Linked DNA regions of Danio rerio: region 2 is linked to region 1. Evidence: chromatin contacts called from public HiChIP or PLAC-seq data. All regions are on one chromosome and are shown on one strand. Each heading gives the region's core, a stretch centred on a gene start, on an enhancer-like site or on the middle of the called end of the contact. The rest is flanking DNA. Distances are from core to core; before and after follow the strand shown.

The links. HiChIP or PLAC-seq counts read pairs in DNA pulled down with a chosen protein or histone mark.
Region 2: an H3K4me3 HiChIP or PLAC-seq map of gastrula embryo shows a contact between it and region 1, with 3 times the contacts expected there. The contact joins the promoter of kcnj3b here to the promoter of ino80db in region 1. A contact is called at or near these places in 2 of 4 datasets of contacts at active chromatin or transcription factors (embryo and gastrula embryo).

The regions. Positions count from the first base shown.
Region 1 is chr6:14,200,631-14,203,688 of GRCz12tu, forward strand. It overlaps ino80db (INO80 complex subunit Db), which reads left to right and starts at 1,565. Exons shown (of 10, transcript NM_001080588.1): 1 at 1,565-1,987. ndufs1 (NADH:ubiquinone oxidoreductase core subunit S1) reads left to right here. Exons shown (of 19, transcript NM_001007765.1): 18 at 28-100; 19 at 220-582. The coding sequence ends at 311. It also overlaps a transcript of asic4b not described here.
Region 2 is chr6:14,276,144-14,279,621 of GRCz12tu, forward strand. It overlaps kcnj3b (potassium inwardly rectifying channel subfamily J member 3b), which reads right to left and starts at 1,540. Exons shown (of 3, transcript XM_005165856.6): 1 at 310-1,540. The coding sequence starts at 987. It also overlaps a transcript of asic4b not described here.

The sequences.
Region 1 (3,058 bases), core at 315-2,814:
ATCAGTAATGTCTTTCTTTCTCGTCAGGCTGTGAATCAGTCATTGCTTGCAGCTCCTCTTGTCCCTCCTCAGCTCACAGTAAAGGATTTCTACATGACAGGTAGAGAAACAAATATATTCATTTAATTATTATTATTCTTAAATGCAAGATGTAATCCTGTAAGCAAAATGTATGTCTTTCAACTTATTTATTTTGTCTTTGTTTGTCTTCCACCACAGACCCCATCAGCAGAGCTTCTCCGACAATGGCCAAGTGTGTGAAAGCTGTGACGGAGGGAGCAGCAGCGGTTGATGAGCCCTCAATTTGTTAAAAACCTTTCAGGCATACCGATCTGTCCGTAGTACTACGCACAAAAGTAGTCTTCGTCACGTACATGAACGAACACAAACCTCTGTTTCTGCTTACTCAGCTCTCTGTGTTCTTGCACGGGCTGCACAAGAGCCTAATTAAAACGTGCTCATATTTAAATAGGCTTTGAACGGTGTTGTAAAGTTTTCATTCCCACGATGAATCTGAATGAGGTCTGCTTTGTTTTGGAAAGCTCTTATTATGATGAATAAAAATAAAATGTATTATATCAATATACTATTGTCGCCATTTACATCGCTGGGTATTCATAGTACATGCGCAGTGGAAAATCTGTTTATTTGGAGGCTAGAATGGAAATGTGAGGAGAAAATGCGTTCTATTAAATGTACTCATCCTGAAGTGGTTGCAAAGCTTTATTAGTTTCTTTATTCTGTTGAACACAAAAGAAGATATGTATAACAGCTAAAAAACTGTAACCATTTACTTCCATTTCTTGGCTATTCTAAGTTAATGGCTACAGCCTTCATCAACACATCTTATTTTGTGTTCAACAGGTGAATTTAGCAGATTTGGAACAATTAAAGAGTGAGTAAATGAGTTTTTGGGTGAACTATCCCTTTATAGGTACAAGTGCAGTGTAATGCAGAGAACAAACTGTAGTTGTTAGATTATTTTTAATTCATTATATTTTCCTAAATGGCAAATGAATGGATTTATCATGATTTTGTTTTTAACTCTAGGGCATGTAAACATTTGATTATTAATAATGTCAAACACTTTTGCATACAATTCTTCTGCAACTGTATTAAGATCATGCTGACATCACTGAAGTGGATTGATAGGGGGCAACCTTTAGACACACTTCGAAATCTCTTTGCACCCACTCTCACCTGCCTTAGAGGTTTTATCTGGAGCTTTGTCGTCTTGCTAACAGTTTGTTGAAATAGCAGCGATATAAATTTTGACACAAACTAATGTTATCTTGGCACGTGAGATTGCAGTGAATTTGAAGTTGGTGATGTCATTCCAGGCATGGATGAGACGCGTAAGAGGAGGCTGTCGGAAAAGACTTTGGGGGAGATCCCTCAAACTTAAAATCAATGTGTGCGGCTTAAATAAAACTTCTCGCCGGCCTGAACACTTTAGACAGACAGACAGTCAAATGTTCAATCTGTATTGTGTGTTTGCGAGGTCTGTCATCTTTCTTAAAGCCGACAATGAACATACAAAGTTGAATTCCAAAATGGTTGCAGAGGTTGTTGTTGCACTGTCGGCTGTTGTCATGTCCCCCCAGTGCCTGTAGTTGTGCTGTAAGAAGCCTCGCATCCGATGACTAAACCAACACCCCCTTCTCCTTGTGTACGGCTAGTTTTAGTTCAATAATCGACAAAGATGTGCCTGTAGGATTCGTATAAAATTAAATGCATGCGTTAAAAAGTAATTCCGCTAGCGGAGAGTGGATAGGTAGAGGCTGAATAGCCCCGTTGAGAGCAGTAGCCGTCGACCGTATGAAAAGATCAGCGTAGCTTGTTTAGCACAGGCCGCAGCGACCGAAGGCTGAGCGGCTGCCGGGAAGCATCGGACTCAAGTGAAGGCGGAAGCCCGCTTATCGCGCACTGGAAGGCGGGTGCCTCGTTACTCGACTCGGGGGGATTCGGAAGGTTTCAGAGGCCAACGGTAACTACGAATTACGCACAAATAAAGGAACATTTGTTGACAAAATGTGTATCGGAAACCGGTTTTTCTTGTAATATTATTACAACGCAAATGCGCGAAAGTACTCCGAATTAAAGACCCTCGAAACTTTCAAACGTCTCCGGTAGTCGACGAGGCGTACGGGTATTATTGCTTATTATCGGTCCCGAGCGGCTTAGCCACTTAAATAAGTACTCCGACAAACGTTACAAAGTTTCAAAATACGGCCGAAATGTTTCTACGTCGCAACAAAGAATAGCATTCTTCCGCTTTACATTTTTTGACCGTATCTTTCCGTTAAAAGAATCAAAAGTGTTACTTCGGCGCTACACCCAACTTGCTCAATCCTTGCCTCAAAAGTAACTGATAGTGCTGCCCAAGTACATGATAGAGTAGGAGGCGGGTTGTCCACCGTCCCCTTGCGTTTTCAAAGTTGCTTTGCATGTCAAACGTATTGTACTCTGCCCAAACTCTTTTATGAGCCATCGTTTTATGATTTAGTGCTTCACCTGCTAAAAGCTCTGCTTACACCAGCTGTTTTTAAAGTGTCATTGATTGCTTAAAACAGGGGTTACTTTCCCGTCTTCCTGTCACTTTAATATTTAATGATTTGAGCTGTTTATGCCGAGTAACCTACACACTGCATGCTTTTAGGGGTGCTTTGAAACGCAGAGTTCAGATTTGTTAAATGTCGGAGGTGATTAAAATGAAAGCTCTTTTTAAATTGAATGTCACTTGACGTGGATAAGCAAGTGTGTAATTTTTATGTTCATGGTTTTATAGCTGGTCGACTTTGATTATAGAGACATAACCTTTATGGTTTTGTATACATTAGTAAGTGCTATTCAAGATCTGAGAGCTTTGATTTACTTGCTCTCTAAATGTCAACTAGCTATCATTATGTGTCTGTGTAAAGTATATCCCTGCTGAAAAATCCAGCTTAAACCAGCCTAGACTGGTTGGCTGGTTTTAGCTGGTTGACTAGCCTAGTTTTTGAGGGGTTTTGGCCAACGAGCCTGGTCTTAGCTGGTCAGGCTGGAAAATGGCCAGCTA
Region 2 (3,478 bases), core at 290-2,789, 75 kb after region 1:
ATGTCTGTGGTAGTGACTCTCAGGTCCAATGTATTTACAGTGTTTGAAAAAGGAAAGTCACATGGAGTGGATCGATACTTTGTCCACGGTAGGTGGGCAAATCAAATTACAGGTCCTTCTCATTTATCAGGGCTTGAGGTAAAGCCTATGTTGAGGCTAAACGATGAACCTTAGATTGAACCTTTTAAATAATCAATTAAATGCATCATAATCACATGTTATGATTAAACATCAATTAAACTGTGATATTTAACATTCTAATAAATAATATGTTCTGTGTGACTTTTATTTAACTGGTTGGATACTCACTTTGAGCAGTTTGCAGCGTATTTGCGCGGAGACCATATGGCTGTTGCGCAGGTTCCCCACGCGGAACATCAGGGTCAGTTTGCCGTCACGCATGGAAATCGCCGCGTGCTCGCTGAACATGAGCGTCTCCGCGCGTTTCTTCGGCTGGGACATCTTGATGAACATGCAGCCGATTAGAAAAGCGTCCACTATAGAGCCTAGGATGGACTGGAAGAGGAAGAGAATGATGCCTTCCGGACACTTGTCTGTAATGTAGCGGTAACCGTATCCGATAGTGGCCTCGGTCTCGATGAAGAACAGAAAAGCGGAGGGAAAGTTGTACACATTGGCCACGCACGGCGTGTACTTGTCGTCGTGGGCCTGGTTCATGTCTCCGCGTATAAAAGCAATGACCCACCACATAGAAGCCATGAAGAGCCACGCCACCGTGTATGTGAGGATGAAGATGAAAAGGTTCCAGCGCCATTTGAGGTCCACGAGCGTGGTGAACAGGTCGGACAGGTACCGGCTCGTCTCTCCTCCCAGGTTCCCGTGCTGGACGTTACAGCGGCCGTTCTTGTCCACAAAGCGCTGACGTTTCCTTTTCTTCTCGGGGGCCGCTTGGTTGAACCCGCCGCCGCTGGACGAGGTGGTCACCACCTGATAATCATCCCCAAATTTTTTCCTCAACGCGGACATCCTTCTCGCTTAAAGTTGTCCCGAATGTACGCTTAGTTCCTGACAGAAATGTTTTCGGTTTTCCTCACACTTCAGCCGCACCAGTCTCCCGCATTTCTGGGCAGACAAAAAGTTATTTATAAGGCTTACCCTGCAGGAGTTTGTCAATAACAGCGCGTTTGTCTTGGGATGGAGCGACGCAGATCTCCTCGTCTTCTCCAGATCCGCATAACTAAAACAGACTCTCTCAGCCCTATGTGGAGAAATATGGATGCGAGTAATTTGTAATCTCAGATTGGCTTGGCGCAGTCTAGCACTTGTGCGTTGGCACCCTCCTCCTCCTCCACCTTCATCCACTCCTCCTGTTTCCCCAGGTGTATCGCACCAATTTAATAAGACGGTAGTTGGTAGACGCCCTAAGGATCCGGTCCAAGTTTTAACTCGCCGCCTCTGCTGTTCCTCACAGCTGGCATAGGCTGTTATCTGATTCTCTTCGTCTTCTCACTGTTCTCGGTTCCTGCGCACTGCGCGCCTCCAGCTCTCCAACTCCATCTCCAGCCCCGACAAATAAGAGAAACTTCTCTAAGAGGGTGGTGGAGATGAAGCTGGGGGAGGGATGAACACGTGTTCCTGTGTTGGGTGCATCTCTTGTTTTTTTTGCTGCGCTGTTATTATGCTTCTCTAAACGGTGCTGCACATATAACGTACAGTAATCTCTGCAAAATCACAGCACTATATGCACATTACGAGGGTTTGAGGGGTCAGTTAAGTCTTTGCCACTCTTCTCTCTCTTACCCAAGTGAATTTGCAAAAATTTTAATGCAATTTTAGGGAATGTTAATTGAGTTTTCAGATCTTTTATTATTCGCAAAAGTTAGTCGTTAAATACTCGCTTTCTGTATTTGCTTAAAGAGGTAACCATAGCAACAGCAGCTGCTTGAGCACTTTTGTACATCGACAAATTTACATATCACAAAACAAAAAATATATAATTACCATTAACTCTACCAAGAATACCCGCATTTACATGAGATTTGAAATGTAGTGCGTTTAAACCTGACCTCTTCCAGCAGTGCTGAATGCATTATTCATTCATTTTCCTTCAGCTTAGTCCCTTTATTCATCAGGAATCACCACAGCGGAATGAACTGCCAACTTATTCAGCATATGTTTAACATAGTGGATGCCCTTCCAGCTGCAACCAGGTACTCAGAAACAGCTGGATGCATTAGTATTTATAAAATCCATTCCCTATAGGGATTTTTTTTATTATTGGGAAGTTTAAAAGTCGAATATGACAAGAATCATTCATTCATTCATTTTCTTTTCAGCTGAGTCCCTTTATTCATCGGGGTTGCCACAGCAGAATGAACCGCCAACTTATCCAGCATGTTTTGCACAGCGGATGTCCTTCAAGCTGCAAGCCAGTACTGGGAAACATCTGGATGCATTAGTATTTACAAAATCCATTTCCTATTGGTATTTTTTTATAGGGAGGTCTTTCTTAAAGCCGTATATGACACAAATCAAATCAACCAAATATGAGGTGAGTCACAAGCTCACAAACTTTTATTCAAAGCAGAAGTATTTGGAAATCTGACAAAACTTTTACCATTTTGGAATTCTAACTTACTCAATGACCAATAGAAAATTATGGTTTGTGTAGTATGAAAAGTATGAATGAAACCTCCTATATCTGTCATGATGACATTATCACATGACCTATTAGTGTCAGTTGCACCGCATCACTCTCATTCAGAAATTCCCCACCAAGGCCTCATGGGATAATAATGTTCATCGAACATGCACTTCAGAATCTCAGCAGAGGTAGAAGGTCATCCGGGTAGTGGTTACTTCTTGCCTGCTGTATTTTTAATACTATGAGTTTGGATCACTTGACTCACAAACTGTTGTTCATGCAAAATAAATTAGTGAAGCAATTTTAAATTCTCTGTGTACTCACCAGCATTAATCGTGGACATAACTACAATCCTACGGAGCATGACATAATCAAATTAAAAATCACCGGAAAATACAGAAGAACAATATGCCTATAGATTAAGCATTTGGGATTATGTAATAAAGTGCTAAACATGAATGGGTGGAGCTTAAGATATCTAGGTATGTTCGACTTTAAGTACTACACAGATCAATTCGTTGATGACGCCAAAGACCTGCAAGAGTGTTCAGAAAGCAGACAGCTCTGTTTGCTTCTGAATCATTCTCGCAGTACTTTGACATCAGACACCAATGGGCTATATGCACAGCGTCTTTGGGGTGAACAGTTAATGTGATTACTTTTATTTTTATAAGTTTTCTGTTATAACATCAATAATGTAATTTAAGTACAATACAATCATTTAAATAAACTTAAGTATTCATTGAATTGTTCAAGCGTAAAATGAGATGAAAGATTTAAGTGGCAAGCGCAGAAACTCCATTGAAATACTGTGGTAATTAATTTCCATATTTTAAAGACACAAACTGAACAATGGGATTTAATTTATTGCTT